Regions from separate parts of the Ovis aries genome. Here region 2 is linked to region 1. The links are chromatin contacts, called in public Hi-C maps. All regions are on one chromosome and are shown on one strand. The core of a region is the stretch at or near the end of the contact, and the rest is flanking DNA. Distances in the headings are between cores, read along the strand shown. Region 1 holds the start of KPNA5 (karyopherin subunit alpha 5). Region 2 holds the start of RWDD1 (RWD domain containing 1).

What was found. Hi-C and Micro-C count contacts between places; a contact is called where the count stands out from the background.
Region 2: a Hi-C map of hypothalamus shows a contact between it and region 1, with 2.3 times the contacts expected there. The contact joins the promoter of RWDD1 here to the promoter of KPNA5 in region 1. A contact is called at or near these places in 2 of 16 Hi-C or Micro-C datasets (hypothalamus and skin fibroblasts).

The regions. Positions count from the first base shown.
Region 1 is chr8:21,147,173-21,152,792 of ARS-UI_Ramb_v3.0, reverse strand. It overlaps KPNA5 (karyopherin subunit alpha 5), which reads left to right and starts at 2,069. Exons shown (of 14, transcript XM_004011176.5): 1 at 2,069-2,234. The coding sequence starts at 2,231. It overlaps ZUP1 (zinc finger containing ubiquitin peptidase 1), which reads right to left and starts at 2,854. Exons shown (of 10, transcript XM_060419471.1): 1 at 2,452-2,854.
Region 2 is chr8:21,377,152-21,382,864 of ARS-UI_Ramb_v3.0, reverse strand. RWDD1 (RWD domain containing 1) reads left to right here and starts at 3,868. Exons shown (of 8, transcript XM_042253285.1): 1 at 3,868-4,037; 2 at 5,422-5,549. It overlaps TRAPPC3L (trafficking protein particle complex subunit 3L), which reads right to left and starts at 3,580. Exons shown (of 7, transcript XM_042253288.1): 1 at 3,165-3,580.

The sequences.
Region 1 (5,620 bases), core at 820-3,319:
AAAGAGAAAGTGAAAATAAGGAAACTATCCCCACTATTTAAATAAATTTAGTTTAATAAGATCGCCCAACTTCGTCTCCCTGCCCCCCACCCCTTTTCCTCAGACAAGTGAAAACAGTCTCTGATTTTGATGTAAATTCTCCCAAACCATCAGTGCAAAGAACGTGACACTCAGAGAATTTTCTTCTTTTCCCGGGCCGGGACCCAGAATGGTGTGCTTGAGCTCCCCAACACTTAGAGCAAGTGGATGACACATGTGTGGAGGTCGGCGGAAGGTGCCGGAGCCTGCCCAAAGGTCCATGGCAACGTCCCAAGGCCAGGATATGAAACCAGTCCCGATACTAACTGGGTCAAAGCATTCGGCCTAGGGATCCAGGGCTGGGACGGTCAGTTCCTACCGGCCTGAAGAGCCGGCCGCTGTCACACTGCCCTTCTTCTTCGGATCCCGCAGCAGATGCCGTCTGGCTCGCGGGCAAAGGAGTGCTGCGCGCTGTCGATTCCCTTTCCCGGCCTGAAAAACTGAGGTAGGCCCTTATTTTTACCCAGACACTGACGGTTAACCGAGAAGAGAACCAGCGACTCTGAAAAGCCTCAGCCTCCGGACGCACATTCAAAAAAGCTTTTCCTCTCTTCCCCGGAAGAGAAGGAATCCCAGCATGAACCTCTGCACGCTGATCTGGGTCGTGGTGGATTGTGGGAGTCGTAGTCGTTTCCCCGTCAAGGTTCCAACGCCTAATTTAAGACGAGACACTAGACTCAGAGGTCTCTATGAATGAATTCTCAGGTTGTGTCCTAAGGCATTACACGAATCCACAATATCCACTGTCAATGGCAACACACTCCAGCACTCTTGCGTGGCAAATCCCATGGATGGAGAAGCCTGGTAGGCTGCAGCCCGTGGAGTCGCTAGGAGTCGGACACGACTGAGCGACTTCACTTTCACTTTTCACTTTCCTGCATTGGAGAAGGAAATGGCAACCCGCTCCAGTATTCTTGCCTGGAGAATCCCAGGGACGGGGGAGCCTGGTAGGCTGCCGTCTCTGGGGTCGCACAGAGTCGGAGACGACTGAAGCGACTTAGCAGCAGCAGCAGGGCCTGACTGAGTAGCACTCTCACATTATCAAGCAAGGGCTTATAATGTTACAGCGTGCCAAAGTCCTCTAACTATGGAGGGTGGCAAAGACCTGTTCTTGCTTCACGGTTACAAGATAACGCTATTTTGATCCCTGAATTAAAAATATGAAACAGCTCTTGGTACTTAAAAAATACAATATCAGAATTTAAAAAATCATATTAATAGAGAGCTGTAAGATAACCCAAAATTTTCTCAGAAAAGAGAACAAAAAGAACAAGAGATGGAAAACAGAAGCTTCTTTGGGGAAGGAATCATGTGTTATTTATCTTGCATATTCTGTGCCTAGAACTACATAGAGAAAACAACCTGTTTTCAATACTGCTTGTTCAACCCCAAGGTTGAACCATGTGTTGAACAAGGCTGTATGTGTGTTATAAAAAATCAAGAGTACTTTACTTGGAGTTATTTCATACATCAGTGGCTACTATTTTGCAAAAAAAAAATCCACAGATGTCACGGCATCCAAAAATTTTCAACTGAAAGGTTGAAACAAATGAGCAGAGAAGATAGGAAGAAGTGAATGAGGTTGAAGAAAATGAAGCTCCACGAGGTCAGGATTTTTATCCGTTGTGTACACTATTGTACCTCCAACATCAAATCAAGTCTGGCACAGATTAGTCCCTCCGTCAATACTACGTTGTAAAATGAATAAATGAATGGATGGAAGCTTGGGCGGATGGATGAACAAAAGAACGAACGGGTGAATGACAGAACTGGCAGGGAGCACTACTGCTGTCAGGGCAGTAGGACACACTTCTGCCACAGCAACGCGCAGAGTTAAAATCCCAGAGTCTAGAAGTCGCCGGATCCTCCATGAGTGGGTGGGGCTGGGGCGTCCGCGTCTCTCCGCCCCTCTGCCTGTCGGAGCAGCAGCTTCGCGGCCGCCGCCGCCGCCGCCGCCACCGCTGCCGCGTGCAAGGGCTTCTGGGAGCCCAGACTTGGGGGTCTAGAGTAAGGGGCGCAGGAGGCCGCCATCTTGCGTTGTGAGCCTGGTCTCTGTACTCATAGCTAGGGGCGGAGGGCTGACCCCACAGTTACCGCAGCAGCCGCCACAGCCGGAGACTGGGAAGTCAGGGCGCCGGCTAGTGCCACATTAATGGGTAAGTGGGAGTGACACGCCAGGTGGGGTGAGCCTCGGGTTTGGTCCTTTCGGAAGCTACTAGGTCCTGAGGCCACTGTTTTTATCTTCCCCTACAATTGGAGAAGGAAATGGCAACCCACTCCAGTGTTCTTGCCTGGAGAATCCCAGGGACGGGGAGCCTGGTGAGCTGCCGTCTCTGGGGTCGCACAGAGTCGGACACGACTGAAGCGACTTACCAGCAGTAGCAGTAGCAGCAGCAGCAGCAACAAAGGGTTCCGGGCCGGGCCGGGTCCTCTCAGCTTTTCCAGAGGGAGACAGCGGTGGCGGGGGCGTGGCGGCCAGACCTTTCCCTTGAGGACGCGAAGGCGCAGGGAGCTCAGAGCCTCCCCGAGAGCCAGGCTGATGATGCTCAGGAGCTTTAGGCACAGGATCCTCTCGCCGCTCTGCTCCGCTGTCTCTCGGCAGTTATTAGTATTTTTTTTTTCTTTCGGTACATGGTCTTATCGGACGTTGCCTGCCACTTCAGGGGCTCAGCAATCTGTTCCGCTTGTTAGAAGTTCTTTTGTGTCCAGAATAAGGCAGGTTCAGCCCCAGGGGCCTACGTGTCGCACCCTCTACGTCCAGCGCTGCCGTCCACCTGGCGCAGATGCCTGGAAGGGCTCAGTGCTGACGCGGGCCAGCGCGGGTTAGATGCTTCTGCTAGATCACTTCCAAGGTGACAGTTTAATAGTGTCTCCTCACTAATGCACAAGAGTTGAGAGGAATTGAAATCTGTGAGAAGGGATAGTGCTACTTCAAAAGAATATGACACTGGCATTTACTCTTCGTTTTTTTTTGAACACTTTTTAAAAAAACCTGATCTGATGTCTCTTAGTTACAGCATTCCATGATTTATATTTTATTTAAAAAAAGTGACTTTCTCTCATGGTAAACAGGAATAGCTCTGTCCTTTAGATCTTCAGGTACTGCTTGTTTGCTTGTAGGGGTTCTGATTGCTGCACTTTCCCCTTTGTACTGATCTTGTCATTTTACTAACAGACACCCAAGCCCATAGAAACGCAGGCTTTATGGAGACAAGAAATTCCGTTAATATGTTTTAGAAAAAGTTCAGATTCCAGTTGTTTGCCTAACCTCAGCACAGTTTTTTCAAAGAGTGGAGTCAAAAATAAGCTTATGACTGAAAAAAAAAAATTCCTCTGGCAACATTATAGTGTTTGATTGGCATTTCTTATATTTGAAATAACTTGTATGAGACAGCAGGCTTTGAAGTATAGTCTTTTAAGCTATATTCCAGAGAAAGAAAATCCCCTTGGGTGATGCAGCTTTAAAAAATCATTTTCCTTGAACTTTATATCCCCTTTAAAGCAACTGCAGTGAGGATGCAGATGTTAAATAAGAGACAAGAAGTTAGTACTATAGAAGGAAAACAAATAATATATGAGTTGCTGGCGTGAGATTTTATTTGGTTAGCATTTATACTGAAAGATTTTAATTTGTCATTGCCTAGATTGATGATCTTAGGAGTACTGTCTGCTGTGTGTGATGGGAGGCACAAGGTAATTCAATCAGATGTGGGGAGAAGATATTAGAACTTATGCTTATCTTATAAAACTATTTTTAAAAAAATTTCTGTGAATTTATAATTGGATAGTTTATTAAGTTAGTAATATGCATATATAAATAAACAAGCATATTGAGGGTGCATTCCCAAATGTATTTTGTGTGCATAGGATATGTGATCAAAAGTTTAGAGGCCAGTGGCTTAGAAGATGCCTAATGTATAGGTGGTAAATATTGTAAAGAGGTCTGTTGCTGCGAACATTTCATTTTGCTAAGATATTATACTGTTAAGTGTAATTCAACAACTAATATGAAGCCCAGTTTGCTTGGTAATTAACTTTGTTTTTCCCTTCCAAGCCTAAGCTTTTGTTAGTGCAACAGAGATTTTATATATAAAATAGAGAATAATGCTAAACGTTATTAAGAAAGTTAGATTGAACTGTTTCTAGACATAAGTATTTGTAGGTGCACACAGTATTGCTAAAATTAATTTATTGACTTTTATAAGGAGATATTGGTTGATTATACATGTATTTTAGTTGCACAACTATATGCATGTGTTAAGAGGTGCAAAGTACTTTTTAAAGCATTGTAAAGTCCTCAGCCCTTTCCATTCTACCTTTAGTTCCACCACTAAAGAAATTTCTCTGTCTTTACCAGTGACCTGATTATCAAGTCTACCTTCCTATGGCACTTGACTTATTGCAGACACTTAAATATTTGTGGGATAAATCAGTGAATGAATAAATTGAGTGACTATTTTTTTTAGTGTCACTGCAACTGAAATATTTCTTTATCTTTTAAATTCCCTCCTTTTTCATGGCTCTTATTTTCTTCTGATCCTTCTATTTATGTTTGGTTTCCTTTGCTTTCCATGGAAATGTGAACATTCTTAAGATTTCTCCTTTGGGCATCTTTCTTTTATAGCTCTAATGCTCTTGAATGATCATTCAATACTCTTTTCCTGAGTTTGACTCATAATTTTTAACCATCTATAAATCAAAACCTTCTGTTTGTGCTCTATGTACTATAAATTTAACACATTTAAGATTAAAGTCACTATACATTATTAGAGTGGCTGCAGTAAACAATAACAAAATTCTAATAAGGGTAGCCAGGATACAGAGCAACAGTAATAGCTAATGAAAATGCAGAGTGGTATACTTACTTTTCAGAATGGCAGTTGTAAAATGTGGAGCATATGCTTGTCCTATTATCCATAGATTCTACTCCTACACATTTACCTGAGAGAAATGAAAACTTATATTTACACAACCTGTACATTGAGTGTTTATAACAGTTTTATTTGTAACTGCCCTAAACTAGAAACCACCTAAATGTCCTTAAGCTAGTGAATCAATAAACTATGGTATATCTGTACAATAGAATATTACTAAACAATAAAGAATGAATTTTGATACATGCCGACAATATGATGACTCACAGATATACTATGTTAAATGAAGGAAGACGATTAAGACTATATACTGTTATAATTTCATTTATGTGAAATTTGGGTAAAGGCAGAGCTATGGAAATCGTGGTTACCAGGTTTTAGGAGTAGGAGAAGGACTAAATAGGAGCAACATGAGGAAGTTCTGGGGGGAATTATGAAGCTGTTCTATATCTTAATTGTGTTGGTTATATGCCTGAGCATTGTGTCAAGTTCGTAGAATTGTGTACTGAGTGATTTTTGCTGTACGTAAATGAAAAATAAAATAATTGAATTCATTGTTTTCAACTCAAAAACGAGGAGGCAAAAACACAAAACCACCACGCCAATCCTCCATCTGTATTCCCTGTCTTGGGTTATTTTGTCCTTATTCTGAAAGAGTTCATGCTGAA
Region 2 (5,713 bases), core at 2,619-5,118, 230 kb before region 1:
CATAAAGTACAACAGTATCTAAAATCACTGACCCTAAGGAATTTACATTCTAACAGAGAGAATAAACATAATACACAGTGTAATTTTAAAGTGTCATGAGAAAAATAAAATAGGGTAAAGGGAATCAATAGTGGCTGTAATTTTAAGTACAGTGGTTCAGGTAGCCTCATTGAAAAGTTATATGTGAAGAAGATTCCAAGGAGATGAGAGAGTAGACTACGTGGGCATGGGAGGAAGAGCATTCCAGATAGAGCGAACAGGAAGTCCCTTTGCAGGAGGACAGCCTGTCTTGCATATTTGAGGAACAGCAAGGAGGCTATCGAGGCTGAAGCACAGAACAGGTGACAGAGTAATAGGAGGTAAGGTCAGAGAAATTGAGAGGTGCAGGTGATGGTCAGGGAGCCGCTTGTACTGTCAACACACGGGCCTTTAATCTGAGATGGGGAGGGAGCAGTCAGGAGCAAAGAGTAACATAACCTGATTTACATTGTAACAGATCACTCTGGTCCCTTTATGTTAAGTCAGTCAGGAAGATTAATTAGGCTGGAAGTGATTCAGAGATTCACTACCATTCAGAGGAACTCTCAGAATCAGAATTGCATATGGTGTTTGCATTTATGAGGGTATCGAGTCTTTGAAACACCAGACTAAATGAAACATTAGCCACATGAACTGTTTGAGAATTAAGATTAACCTTTAAATAGGGAATTCTCAATTCTGCACCTCTGAGAAAAGTGAGATGGCCTAAAAAACTCATAAGCACAGAAAAGCAAAAATCAACTTCAAAACACATTTTGAAGACTGCTAATATTGGGAAGTAGCAACTGTGACTTTGCATTATTTGCAGAAAAAAACACAAATGATACAATGAATCTCTCACGGACATTTTTCTTTAGCAATAAAGATTAACAGAGAAGAGAGAAAATAGAACTGCTTCAGAGGAATATATACATATTTCTATATATTTCTAATTACTAATGCTGATAACCTATTTGAAAATTTGCAGTGTGCTTTCACATACACTGTTTCATGTTATTCGAATGATCTTAAAAAGTTTATATAACCTGTAAAGATTAGTGCTAAGGCTGGGATTCCCACTTCTGGCTTCAGATCCCGTGATGCTTGGTTCCACTATATCGTTTACCTGTCTGCAGAGCTTGAAACACACTTATCCTGTAACATCTTTAACTACAAATTAAAAATGAGACACTGAAAGAAAGCCAGTTTGTCTCATAAAAATCACCCACTTTTAGGTGGGTGTTTTGTGAAGTGTCTGTGTCAAAAGGAAATTAGAAATCAACCAAAAATGCTTAATGATGCCCAAATAGGTGACACAAAGATTTGGAAGTGAGTTCTCTTGCTTACATTAGCACTGGAAGTTATCTTTAGTACTAAAAATTAAAGAATCACTCGAGCATCCTGAAATATGAAGGTTTTACAGTAAATATACAACAGATTTGAAAATGATGTTTTACCAAAAATTCTGTTAATAAAAAAGTAAAGGAGATAAAGGGGCGCTTCATTTACAAGATTAAAACTTGTAACCAACCTTCTTTTCCTAATATAAAGCTTAAATTGGTTGCTTCACTGCATCTATTTTACCTGTGTTTTGATTATCATTTAGGAAATTAAAAAATTTTTTACTTGGTGTTTTTCTTTGATCCATGGATTAAAGCTGCTATCAACTTCCTTGCCAAACTCATTCTGTCTTCCTCATTTGTCATTTTGGTCAAAAGAACTTCATCTTTCCAGTTGTTCTTGCCAAATATCACCCCTTACTCATCCTTTTCTTACAATCCATATCAAATCCTGACACCTTCAAAATATATCCAGAATCTGTTTGGTCCTATAGCTTTCGTCCAAATCATCATCTTTGTTTAGATTATTGCCATGGCCTAACTGGTCTTGCCTGGAAAATCCCACTGATGGAGGAGCCTGGTAGGCTGCAGTCCATGGGGTCTCTGAGAGTCGGACACGACTCAGTGACTTCACTTTCACTTTTCACTTTCATGCATTGGAGAAGGAAATGGCAACCCACTCCAGTGTTCTTGCCTGGAGAATCCCAGGGACAGGGGAGCCCGGTGGGCTGCCGTCTATGGGGTCGCACAGAGTTGTTCGTGACTGAAGCAACTTAGCAGCAGCAACTGGTCTCCACACTTTCAGACTTTGTCCCTCTTCCACCTAAATCCTCCAATGATCCTATAGGACCTGCAAACTCCCACACCAGTTCACCATGCACCAGCCACACTGGCTTCCAAAATAACAAGCAGGCTCTCACCTTAGGATCTTAGCACTGGCTCTCCCCTTTGCACAGAACCTTCTCCTCCAGTAACAAATCCCTGATTTCCCTAAACCGAGGATATCCAGAAGCACCCTGTATCATGTATTTCATGTGATTCTTACCATCCTCAGAAAAGTTTCCATTTTCAATGCCCTGCTGCGGCTGCTAAGTCGCTTCAGTCGGGTCCGACCCTGTGCGACCCCATAGACAGCAGCCCACCAGGCTCCCCGTTCCCTGGGATTCTCCCCTAATAACTCTTAATACCGAAGACATGGAATCAGTACCAAAGTGAATATGTTCATTTTCACATATCCTTCTGCTAAGTAAGCAGTGCGTGTCCGTCGCTCAGTCATGTCCGACTCTTTCCTACCCCATGGACTCTTGCCTGCCAGGCTTCTCTGTCCATGGAATTCTCCAGGCAAGAATACTGGAGTGGGTTGCCAAGGAGGCAATAAGTCCCAACAGAATATCAGATACCTTCTGGTCCATGGGACATCATCCTTTTAGCAAGAGAAAACTTCAGAGCCTTTATCTCTAAGCTTTAACACAAAAACAAAAAGAAAAATACAGACGAATATGAAAAATCTTTTAATGTTCTTATATTTTTCTGCATTAAAAAACTAAAAATCTTCCTTTATTATACACATAAATGGATCTTTAGCTTTCATTTCATAAAAGTACCATGTTTGGCCATAGTTTGTGCCGTTACAGTTTTTTTTTCTTTTTTTTTTTTTAAAAACTCTTTGTAACTGCTGTGATGAACTGGAAGATAAGAGACGTATATGTATTAAGTACTATTACTTCTTCAGTTTCATCCTTCCAAATCAAAGGTTTTGAGTGTTCTTCGGAGACAATACTTACCGAAACTGTTACAGAAACTTACCCCCCTTTCATCAGTTCAGAAATACGCGATCTCAGAATATTTAGATCTACATCTTGCCGCGTTCATTTTACAAATTCAGATGATCTCAGGACTTTCACTTGCTTTCTCCCCCAGATCCACTCTGACTCGTTACTCGGAGGTTGGGCCGAGCTTTCTGGACCCGTCTGATGCACTACGAGAGCTGTTCCTCTGCCCACTGGATTCTACAGTCTTGTGGGATGCCCAGAACTTGGAGGTTCCAGAAACGTAGACATCTCCTGGGACACGCCATTAGTCAGCACTAGGACGTGGGCATCCGCCCTGTGGACGCTGCCACGGGGTCGCAACCCGGAGACCCGAAGCGATCAAGTGCAGGGACGCCCGCAGCGTCCCGCCTCCAGCTAGACAGTCCCTCCCGGGTACCCGAGGCTGGCCTTAAGACCAGACTAGTAGAGCGAGGATGCGGCGCTGAGGGCCTTCTCTTGTTCCGGCTCTGCAAAACCCGGTAACCAATCCTTAGGTGTCTGTGGCAAATGCCAGACCAGGTGTTTTCCCCATCCCAGCAAGTCCCGAGCGGGCGTGGGACAGTCAGCCCAACGGCCAGGCCCGACGAGTCGAACGTGGAACTAGGGAGCAGACGGAGGCCGGCGCGGGGCTGTTGATCAGCAGGCCCGCCTGGTTGTGGGCCCCAGGCCTTTCTGCCTGGGACTCTGCGCCTGCGCCCGCCCGGCCGCTGCCTGCTCTCCCGGCGCGGCCGAGGTCCAGGCTGCAGCACGCCGCCTGGGTCTCTGGGCGATCCATGGGCTGCAGCGAGGGCCGCGATGACAGATTACGGCGAGGAGCAGCGCAACGAGCTGGAGGCTCTGGAGTCCATCTACCCTGACTCCTTCACAGGTGACTTCCGCGGCCACGGGCCGGCAGCTCCCCGAGGTGGAGTGGGACGGGCCGCCGCCTCCACGGCCCTCGACATCCCCCGCCAGGATGGAGAAGGGAGCAGCCAGGCCGCGTGGCCACCTCGCTCGCCACTCTCACCTCTAGCTCTTTTGCAGTGATCGGGCATTTACTAGTAACTCTACGGCTGTTCTGTCTTCTCCGCTAATTCCTTGAAATCTGAAAGTCCGGGCGAGGTCCCTGGAGTGGCAGGCCTGGAATTCAGTCGGGTGCACTTTGGTTCTGTGTCGCGGCAGTCCATGGAGTGGCAAAGAGTCGGACACGACTGAGCGACTGAACGGACCTGAACTAACAGGAGCGCGAGGTTTAGTGAAATACACGAATGAAGGTGCTCCAAGTGGGAGTAGTCTTTCCAGAGCCGCAGAAGTGTCAGTTTTCACATTTTCACCATTATTCAGGCTGTTTTTTTTTCTCATATTTGCTGTTTTAAAATTTGTGGGATTCAGAATTCTCAAAGTTACCCAGGATCAGTTTTGAGAGTAGTCTTGTCCCTGAAGTTTGTCGTTTTTCTCTTCTCTCTCTCTCTCTCTCTCTTTTTTTTTTTATGTTCTGACATTCTGCAGATTGCCCAATGAATGAGTTGGCTCAAATTTCAGGTCCACTGTAAGATCACAGGTAGTTAGACTTGTAGTAGGATGTTAGACGTCATCTAGGAGAAGGAAATGGCAACCCACTCCAGTGTTCTTGCCTGGAGAATCCCAGGGACGGAGGAGCCTAGTGGGCTGCCGTCTATGGGGTCGCACAGAGTCGGACACGGCTGAAGCGACTTAGCAGCAGCAGCAGCCTGGCTTCCTCTTGCTAGAAGCAAGGTAGTGGAGGCTCAAGAAAGGCAAGCGGTTGGCTCTGGGTTGGCCAGCAAGTTAGTAGCAGGACTGGTAATAAGAGTTCGGTTCCACTCCAGCTGGTATGACGGGGAGCAGAAGGTTACTTGGTAAGCTGGGCTAATGTAAAATGGTAATGAGAAGTTCATTAGGTATATTTTCAAGGAAGAGAATTCTTCTGTAGTAAACCATCCTTCTGATGATTCTGAAAATGCTGCAAGATAAGCATATCAGTATGGCTTCTCTCACTTGACACTCAGGTTTTGAGAGGTGGTCTAATAAAGCCAATATGAGCAAGTATAGCCTAGGTTTGTGGGACTTACCTTCCTTACCCCGTCCTTTGAGTGTCGTCCATCACTGACTGTCAGAATTCAGTGTAAGGTAATGTTATTTTAACTCATAAACCGCAACACCTCTCCCTTGTCATTGTTTAGCTTAGTTTTCTTAGCTCTACCCTTTGATCACTGCTTGCAATGGTAGCAAATTTTGTTCTGCTTTGCCAACAGGCTTATGTCTCTCAGCTATCCCTGTATAGTTCCAGTCCTGTTCATGTTCTCTCTCACCAGCAGTTCAGCTGTGCTGTGAGGATGTTAAGGGGATGAGTGAAGAGGGGTTTGAGAGTGTCATTAACTGGGTGAGTGTGTATGGAGTCTGGCTCCCTTCTGTATCCTTGCTTATGTATCAATGTCTAAATAAAACAGAATATAGGGTCAGTTGCTGGATATACTCTTAATCATGACATTTGGTCCTTTCTGATACATTGGAAATGGGACAGGCATGAGCACAACATAGGCAGAC